Regions from separate parts of the Mus musculus genome. Here region 1 is linked to region 2. The links are chromatin contacts, called in public HiChIP or PLAC-seq maps. All regions are on one chromosome and are shown on one strand. Each heading gives the region's core, a stretch centred on a gene start, on an enhancer-like site or on the middle of the called end of the contact. The rest is flanking DNA. Distances are from core to core; before and after follow the strand shown.

Region 1 (4,587 bases), core at 1,332-3,831, 36 kb after region 2:
CCCTCCTGTCTGCCAGGCAACAGCTGCACTGGGCTAGGAGGGTATCTGTGTGGGTACTAAGAGGCCCCCTATCTACAGTTCCCACGGCCCCCCACCCCAGCCCCAGCTGTTGGGGCTGCAGCTGTCCCTGCCAGCTCAAGCCCTGGGAACCACAAGGCAGGGGTGAGAAGGAGGAGTTGACTTGTGCCAGATGTGTGGGCTCAGGAAGTTGCCTTGACTAGGATGTGCACAACAGAGAAAAGGCACAGAGTAGGAAGTAAAGATGCTGAGTGTTAAAGGGGATCTGCAGCTTCAAGCCCATGTCTTGGGTAGATGGAGAAGGCAGGCAGTGTTGAGCCTGTGTCTACTGTAGTCCCTGCTAGCTCTTGAAAGAGTAGGCAAAGCGTACACCTAGGAGGAACCAACAGCAGCCATAGAGAGGTGGTTTTGGGTACTAGATGGATAGGCTATGGAGTGTAAGGGAGAGAACTGGTGCAAGATATGTGCTGCCCTGTCCAGTGTCCCCATCCCTCAGGGTTGTATCCCACTTTGGGTGTGGCAGTCTTGCCAGATGGTGAGAGGTGTGGCCAGGTCTGAGCTGGTGGAGAATTATGTGCTCAGACAGGTGTGGGCCCCTGTAGAAGTTTTGTTCCTCAGAGAGAGAAGGAAAGGAGATTGGGGGAGAATTGAGAAATAGGGACAGACAGAAACTGAAAGGAGAAACCAACCAAAAAAAAAAAAAAAAAAAAAAAAAAAAAAAAAACAGAGACAGTAAAAGGATGAGTTAAGAATGAAGGACCTATTCAATTTTGTGACATCACACTAGAAGCTGTATGGGGGGGGGGGAGAACACAACCATGTGAGCTCTGTGTGTGTGTGTGTGTGTGTGTACATATGCCTGTGAGTTTGTGTGACAGTCTGTGTATTAGGCCACTATATTACTAATAGTGACTAATAGTGCATGTGCTTGGTACCATGCTGGTATCTTCAAACAGCATAGCCTTGTACACCATGTGCACACGAGCTGCATGCACTGTGCATCCATCTATATGAACAGCAGTATTCAAGCATACAGCTGTGTGGCCACTGGTGTGCTTGTCTGGGTCATGGATTGGCAGCTATAAATGTGACCTTGAACATGAATGCCTAGCAGGTCTTGGGTGACCTATGCCTGAATGCACATCAACATGTGAGCAGCAAACACATAGGTGTGTCTTGTGTGTGCCAAGTGTGCATCTATGGCTGTACTAAACCTGTGCACATGCATTTTTTTCCCTTTCTATGTGTGACAGGCCATGAGTCTGCACTGGCCCCGCGGGGGCGGTGGCTCCTGCCCAGTCCTGCCTAGTAGAGCCTAGAGGCTAAGCCACTCTCTATGCAACTCTCACCCGGCCCAGCACTGAGTCCCACCATAGGAGCCCTAGAACCCCTGGCCACAGCCAACTGCCTATGCCCCTCCCCCGCTGATCAGGCCTCCCGGGGCAGGGGTGGGGGCGCCCCCTCAGTCCCCGCTCTGGCCCTTCGTGGGTCCCGCTTTGTCTGGCAAAGAAAGCGTGAGGCCGGCCGGGGGGAGGGGGTGTCTAGACGGCGAAGCCATTGTCCCGAGCGGGGGAGGGGAGCTCAGAGTGGAGGAAGAGGGGAGGGGGGCCCAGGCATGCTGGGGAGGGGCTGCGGCCACAGGGATGGGGGCCCAGAAGCTGGAGATGAGCACGTGGACCTCGCCCCTTCTCCTCCCGGCACAGAGACGGGGTCCCGAGACTACGGGATCCCGGCGGCCTGAAGAGGGATCGGGCGGCACGCGGGGGAGGGGGCGCGGGCTTCGCAAGGGCTCCAGCTCCTGCTTCTCGCGCTCCAGCGCCGGGTCTTGCAGCTCTCCAACATGAGACGTTTTCTCCGAGTTCAGAGCTCCGAGAACTCCGCGCCCCCTCCTTGTCCCCCCCCCCCCTTCACGGCCCGCCCGGGATAGGGGAGGCGCTTTTGTGCAAGGGGTCCTAGGCCTTGGGGGGTCCTTGAGCCCCCATCCTAACCTTCCCAGGACTCCAGGCAGAAGTAGGATGGGGTGAGCCTGAAACTTTTGGTACACCTCGCTTCCGAATTTCAGCCCCAGATTCCCACAACTCCAGCTCCTACTCTTGGACTCTTGATTCATTCAAGGGTCTCGATTCCTTGGGCCTCTAGGATCCTGCCTTCCCATCATGAATCTGTGCGAACCCCATGACTGATACACACCCCCAGCTGCTGCATCTCTGCCCCGGCTTTAATCCTGGGGGGGCAGGTCCTCTAAATTCCAAACTTAGGAGAATATATATATATATATATATACTTTTTTTTTTTTGCTTCCCCGCCCCTGCAACCCCAGTCCCACCCTCCGAGTCCCTGATCCCTCACCTGCAGCCCCCAGCCCCGCTAGCAGCAGCAGCAGGGGCAGCGCCCGCATGGGCGGTGGTGGCGGTGGCAAGGCCATCAGGCGACGACGGCGGCGGCGGCCCCGGGCCCCCAGCCCCATGGCGGCCGGCCACGACCCTCCCTCCTCCCTCCTCCCTCTTTCCCAGGGCTCCGGGCACGTCCCGGGCCAGCCTCCGCGCCGCCAACTTCGCCGAAGTGAGGCTGTCGGGCTGCCCCGCCCCCAGGCCTGGGCGGCTCGCCCCGCCCCGGGGCCGGCTCTGAGCGCCCCCGCCCCCTGCCCGGCCTCCTGGGGTCCGACCCTTCTACCCGCCAAGCCTGGGACTTGCAGACCTCGGTACACTCAGGTCTGCCACAAGAGATGCGGGCTTAACCTGCGTGACGTGACAGGTATCCAGCTCGTGAGCACATCCATCCTTATCCTCCAGCACACAACCAAAGCCAGGGCTCACACACACAGTCATGACACAAACGCAAACACCCCTGACTCCAAACCCTCTAAACCTGGGTGTAGAGAGGCCAATGAACAAAAGTAGCCGCACCCATGCAAACCATATAGAAGTTTCATGGGGACACTAAACATCAATCACCTCAAAACTCAGGCTCCAACTGCGCCACAAACCCGGGCGGGCAGCATTTACAATCTGGCCAGGGGTTTCGTGGATATGAGTCTCATGTACCTGTGTGCAGCTCTCCTACAATGTGAAGATCACAAAGGTCTACCGAAGAGGGAAAGGTGCTTGCTGCCAATCACAGACACCCGAGTTCAATTCCTGGGCCTCCCATGCTAAAATAAAAAAACCAACACATACATTGTCTTCTGACTGCCACATGTACCCCGTGATACACATGCACTCCTACACACACTGTGCTCGAATGCTTGCACGCACGCGCGCGCACACACACACACACACACACACACACACACGCTTATGTGCGCAAGAAATAAGATAAAATACTTTGTAAAAAAAATCCACACCAGCTCCTAGCACATCCCACACTCTACATGGTTTTACCATGAGGCCTATCATTTCGTTGCCATTCACTGAGTTTTACATCCAGGAGACCTGCAAAGGCTCTGAACACTCCCTCTGTGTGAAGTGAGAATGGAAGCTCTAGAGGTGCATTCAGGGGAAATCTCAGGAGTCGGGTGAAGGGTGCCGTTCTTGAACATCTCCATCACTAGGAGACCAAAGGACTGAAACAGAGGACCCATATAATCCTGGAAGGGCATACACAGACACTCCTGTAGTGGGAGGAGAGAACAACTTCCACAAGTTGTCCTCTGATCTCTACATTGTAGAGGGCCCATCTCCCCTCCCTGCCGCGCCCCCCCCCCCAACTGGCTACATAATAAATAAGTGTATTTTTGTTAATTGGGGAAGATGTCATGGTTCACACGGTCTCCAGAGGCAAAGGCAGATAGATCTGTGAATTCAAAGCCAGCCTGGTCTACCTAGCAAATTCCAGGACAGTCACGGATACACTTTTTAAAGATTTATTTGTGTGTGTGTGTTTCTCTGTGTGTGTGTGTGTGTGTGTGTGTGTGTGTGTGTGTGTGTGTGTGTGCACTAGTGTGAGTACCTGCATATGCAGAGACCAGGGAAGGCACTGCACCCCTCAAAGCTGGAGTTATGGTCATTTGTGGAATAGCCAGCTTGTTACATGAGACAACTGGAATCTGAAATCAGATCCTCCTGCTGCTGCTGCTGCTCTCTTAACAACTGAACAGTCTTTCAGGCCCACTTCGTTGTTGTCCTACTTTGGGGGCTTCTCCTTTTCAGGCAGAGTCTCGTGCAACCCAGACTGGCCTTGAACTTACTGAAACCAGAATGACCTAGAAGTCCCAGTCTTCCTGGCTTTGCCTCCCAGTGCTAGGATTAAGGGTATGAGCTTCCATGCCTGATTTTTGTGATGCTGGGGCCAGAACCTGGGGTTTCCAGTGTGTAAGGGAGACACTCTACCATGTAACCACATCTCCAGTCCTCACCCAAGTTTCTACTCAAAGTTTTATGGTTATTCCGAATAACATCCCTTATAGCTTCTTTGTGGACCGAAGACTGGATCCCAGATCTTCACCTCAGCCTTAGTTTGAGGTCAGTTGTTTGAAAGAGTGCCTCTTGGACCTGCAATGACCTGCGAGTTCTACAAGATTAACTTTATGCGTCTTTGGCAGAATCCCCGTATCCTTCCCAGGGCATATTA
Region 2 (4,286 bases), core at 1,518-4,017:
CAACTCCTTGACGGACGCGGTACTCTACAACTCAAAAGGACTAGCTCTGACTGCTGCCCTCCTTGATCAGGGCTGCTACCACGCCAACAAATGCTGCCTGGTTTGAAATGGGGCCTAAAGGCACAGGGACCAGACAAAAGTTCCTCCTGGCTTCCCCCCACTCTGTCTCTTCCCCTGCCTCACGCTTTCTCCCTTCTTTATCTTAATACCTACATTTTTACCGTGTCTTTAAATGTTTTGCTTACTGAACCCACGCAGAATTTCCCATTCGAGCTCTCTCAGTGGCTCTCATCCCACAACAGCTCCATTTGTTCCTGACACATCTGAGAAACAACAACAATTTCTATTCAGCACCTAAACAACAATTGTTTAGGTGCTGAATAGAAAAGGGACCGTGATCTCTTCCACCACAGGCCAGATACAGTTCTTCACATTAACCCTTTATTGACCCCTCTTCCCGTCCTCTGCTGCTTTGTAGCCCTCTGCTGCTTCTGCTAGCTCATTTTTCTAGCAGTCCTGGCAATGGGACCAGTCACTGTCACCCTGGGACCAGCCTCTGCCCACTTTGTCTCACTCTTGTCTCTTCTGCCTAGGCTCCTGCTCCTCCCCCTCCCTCAACCTTCCCAGAAAATCTCTCAGCTCTACTCTATAACCAAATCATCTGCTTGTGGCCTTCTAATAAATATTTTCCCAGCTCTCCTCAGGAATGCGGAATGACAATGGCCTGATCCATCACAGCTAATCAAGACTCTAGCATACAACATGGCCAGAGAGTTTCCCTTTACTGGACCCAGAACTAACCCCTCTGATAAAGACTCTCCTCCGGGGAAAGAAAAGAAAAAGCTATGACATCCTGCCCTGCGTCTTTTTAATATCCTCTCAGAATTGGGACCGAGTTTCCTGCTGAAGGACTACACTTCCCAGCTTTCCTTGTGGACTACAGGAGTCCTCCCTTATAAGAGGCACATCCCATCTTCCCCTGTAGGCATTTTGGCATCCACAATCAAGTCTTTTTCTCTCTACCTTTGGCCCCTCTATTGTTGCCTTTTAAAAGTTAGCTAATATCAACCATGAATGACTGCCCTCCCCCCACCCCCACCCCCAGGTCATTTGCCTGTTACAGTAGTCTTACAGGACTAAGACTACTTAGGAGAGACATCAACTTGCCATAAAAAGCTGGGAGTGTCTGAGTTTGTTGAGGCCCACTTAATGCAAAGCTGCTTCTTAAATAGAATCTGAGTTCTAGTTCCAATCCTTGGTGGAACCCAACATGCTACTTATGACTGTCTCCTTTTAAGAGTTAATTCGGGGAGCTGGGAGATGGTTCAGTGGTTAAGAGTACTGGCTGATCTTCTAGAAGACCCAGGTTCAGTTCCCAGCACCCACATAACAGTTCACAACGGTCTGTAACTCCAGTTCCAGAGGATCTGATGCCCTCTCCTCTTCTGGCCTGTGTGGGCACTGCATGCACGGGGTGCACAGACATACATGCAGGCGAAACACCCTACACATAAAGTAAACATAAATAGACTATTTTTAAAGGTATCCCAATAGAGTCTGTCAATTATCTGTCCAAGAGTCTGCCTTTGTCCCGCCAAAAACTCTGAGTCACCTAAAGACATGCTATTGACAGGGAAGGACTAATTATCCCCTTAATGACATATTGTATTTTCCCTTCCTAGGAGCCTCTCCCTCAAAGCAGCTACTTGCAGGACATCCATCAGGCAGGCAGCACATTGGAGCCACCATTATGCACCCTGCCAGCTTTTCTGAATATTTTTTTCTTTTTCTGTGTATACATGGGGTATGTGTGTGTGTGTGTGTGTGTGTGTGTGTGTGTGTCTGGAATTACAGGTGGCCATCACACCCACTTAGCATTTACATAGGTTTCTGAAGATCCAAACTCAGGTCTTCGCCCTGGCATAGCAAATGCATTGGCCACCGCACCCCTTTTCTTTCTTCTCAATTCCTTTTCTTTCAGATCCTGGCTAAAGCCAGGACATGAGCTCGCACTTGTCCTCGGAAGCTCACCTCTCCCCCAGCTCCCACCAGGCTGCGGCTTTCCAGCCACAGCTCAAAAGACATGAATGCATCTTCTCCATCTCTCTATTCCAGAGAGACTGACAGCTTGCTTGATCTGTTGCTTTGCTATCAAACTCTAGTCTAACTGTGTTTGAGCTTCCTTCTGAGACCATTTCTAAATCCTTTTGTTGTTGAAACAAAGGCCCACCCAGGGAAGAAGCCCACTATACTCAGTAACATTGTAGAGATGGGATGCTCCTGGTGGGATGCTGCCCCACAGGCCGGAGTGCACAGCCCAGACCTTCATCCAACACGCAGACCAAGAATTACCCAACCATAGATGTCAATGCTGATGAAGTTGAGAACCAAGGGTACGTCAAACAAATGTGTGTAAGTGTCTTAGAGTGTCTACAGCTGTGCGGCCTGTGAATACAAGAACCCTTGCTGTGACCCTTGCTCATGACATACCCAAGCCAAGCAGGCCACTACCAGGCAGCTGCCCCCACAGATCACCACATGCAAGTTTATCCCACTGTCTAGCAGGTAGCAGGAGAGTCCGTTTCCTTAACAAAGCATCTAGACAGCACACTAAGAAGCAAGCTCGTGTGCTTGGTCAGTGTGGGCAAAGCATGAGCGTTTACCCCCAGTTGGCGATGAAGTCCCGTTGGGGGGTGGTTTTGTGCACTGTGTATTCAGATGCTGATTTCTGTTCCCAGAGATCTGGTTACAGTCCAGACTTTGGTCTAACTTGGTATTTTGTAAAACAATGTTCTCCATCGTCTCCTGATTGGTTAAATAAAGAGCTGAATAGCCTATAGCTGGGCAGGAAGGCAAAAGGTGGCCTTTCTGTGCCTGGCAGAAAAAGAGGGTCTCAGCCGGGCGTGGTGGTGATCCCGGCCTTTGATCCCAGCACTCAGGAGGCAGAGGCAGGCAGATTTCTGAGTTCAAGGCCAGCCTGGTCTACAGTGTGAGTTCCATGGCCAGCCAGGGCTACACAGAGTAACCCTGTCTGAAAACAAAACAAAACAAAAAAATAAAAACAGACAAAAACTGTACTTAGATGCTACCAGAATGGCTTCAATCATGAAAACAGCCAAAAAAGGGAAAAAGAAAGAAAGAATACAAACACTAGAGAAAGGGATCTTCATGCCCTATTAATGATAAAGTAACTAAGTATGCTAAGTAGTAAGTATAGAGAATGCTATGGAGGGTCCTCAAAAAACTAAATGTAGAACTACCCTAGGGGGCTGGAGAGATGGCTCAGTGGTTAAGAGCAGTAACTGCTCTTCCAAAGGTCCTGAGTTCAAATCCTAGCAACCACATGATGGCTCACAACCATCCGTAATGAGATCTGACGCGCTCTTCTAGAGTGTGTGAAGACAGCTACAGTGTACTTGCATATAATAAATAAATAATTCTTAAAAAAAAAAAAAAAGAACTACCCTAGGTTCAGGTATGGCACTCCTGTGCCCCTGGGTCTATACTTGAGGGCTGAGTCAGCATACAATAAGAGATGTCTGCATGCCCATGCGAACTGTGGCATCCACATTGCTATTCGAAGCCGGTACACTATGGAGTCAGCCTAAGTGCCCACCCACACTGCATACAATGGAGTTGCTCAGCCTAGGTGCCCACCCACACTGCATACAACAGAATGCTACTCAACCAAAACAAAGAAAGAAATTGGGCTGGATGTGATGACGAATGCCTAACTTGGGAAACAGAGGCAGGAGGGTCCAGATTTCAAGGTCGTTGACTACACAGTAAGTTGGAGGCGAGCCTAGCTTGCATGAGACCCTGTCTCAAAAGTCGGGGGAGCCAAATTAAACAATCTTCAAGAAATGAATAGAACTGGAGATCATCACAGTAAGTGAAATAAGTCAGACTCAAAGACAAGCACTTTGGGTTTGATCAACGATTTGGACTCTAGAAGGAAGCCCGGGAGGAAGGGGAGGAAGAGGAGTATCATAATGTGAAAGTGGGGGATGGGGTCTAGGAGATGGGGGAGGGGAAAGGAAGGGAGTGGAAGAAAAAGGGAAGGGAGGGGAGGAGAAGGGAGTCTACATCTTTTCTGAACCAGAACACTCTGTGGGTCCTGTTCCATCCGTTTGGGAGCCCTGGCGTGCACACCTTGCTGTCAACGTAGGTGTGACTTCACATTAAGAGGGCAGTGGCACCACAGCCCCTCCCCATCCCCTCCGCAGCACTTACCAAGCTCATCCACTGCATTGACATCGGCATGGCTGGCGATGAGCTCTTCCACC

The links. HiChIP or PLAC-seq counts read pairs in DNA pulled down with a chosen protein or histone mark.
Region 1: a contact with region 2 is called in an H3K4me3 HiChIP or PLAC-seq map of embryonic stem cells, with 46 read pairs. The contact joins the promoter of Notch3 here to the enhancer-like site in region 2. A contact is called at or near these places in 3 of 39 promoter capture datasets (the 3T3-L1 cell line, embryonic stem cells and trophoblast stem cells), 1 of 15 datasets of contacts at CTCF or cohesin (the NIH/3T3 cell line), 4 of 484 Hi-C or Micro-C datasets (the N1E-115 cell line, cerebral cortex, embryonic stem cells and 1 more), 6 of 115 datasets of contacts at active chromatin or transcription factors (the SCID.adh cell line, embryonic stem cells and microglia) and 2 of 9 other capture datasets (adipose tissue and pancreatic islet).

The regions. Positions count from the first base shown.
Region 1 is chr17:32,164,309-32,168,895 of GRCm38.p6, forward strand. Notch3 (notch 3) reads right to left here and starts at 2,582. Exons shown (of 33, transcript NM_008716.3): 1 at 2,368-2,582. The coding sequence starts at 2,485.
Region 2 is chr17:32,127,969-32,132,254 of GRCm38.p6, forward strand. Notch3 (notch 3) reads right to left here. Exons shown (of 33, transcript NM_008716.3): 31 at 4,234-4,286. Gm38585 (a long non-coding RNA gene) reads left to right here. Exons shown (of 2, transcript XR_876750.3): 2 at 1-3,524. Among named protein-coding and RNA genes, the nearest start is that of Gm41568, 9.7 kb to the right of the region's middle. Within about 2 kb of position 2,768, at least 2 of the 459 cell types and tissues checked have an H3K27ac peak or open chromatin away from gene starts, as enhancers often do. A contact at or near this core is called in embryonic stem cells, where this site is marked.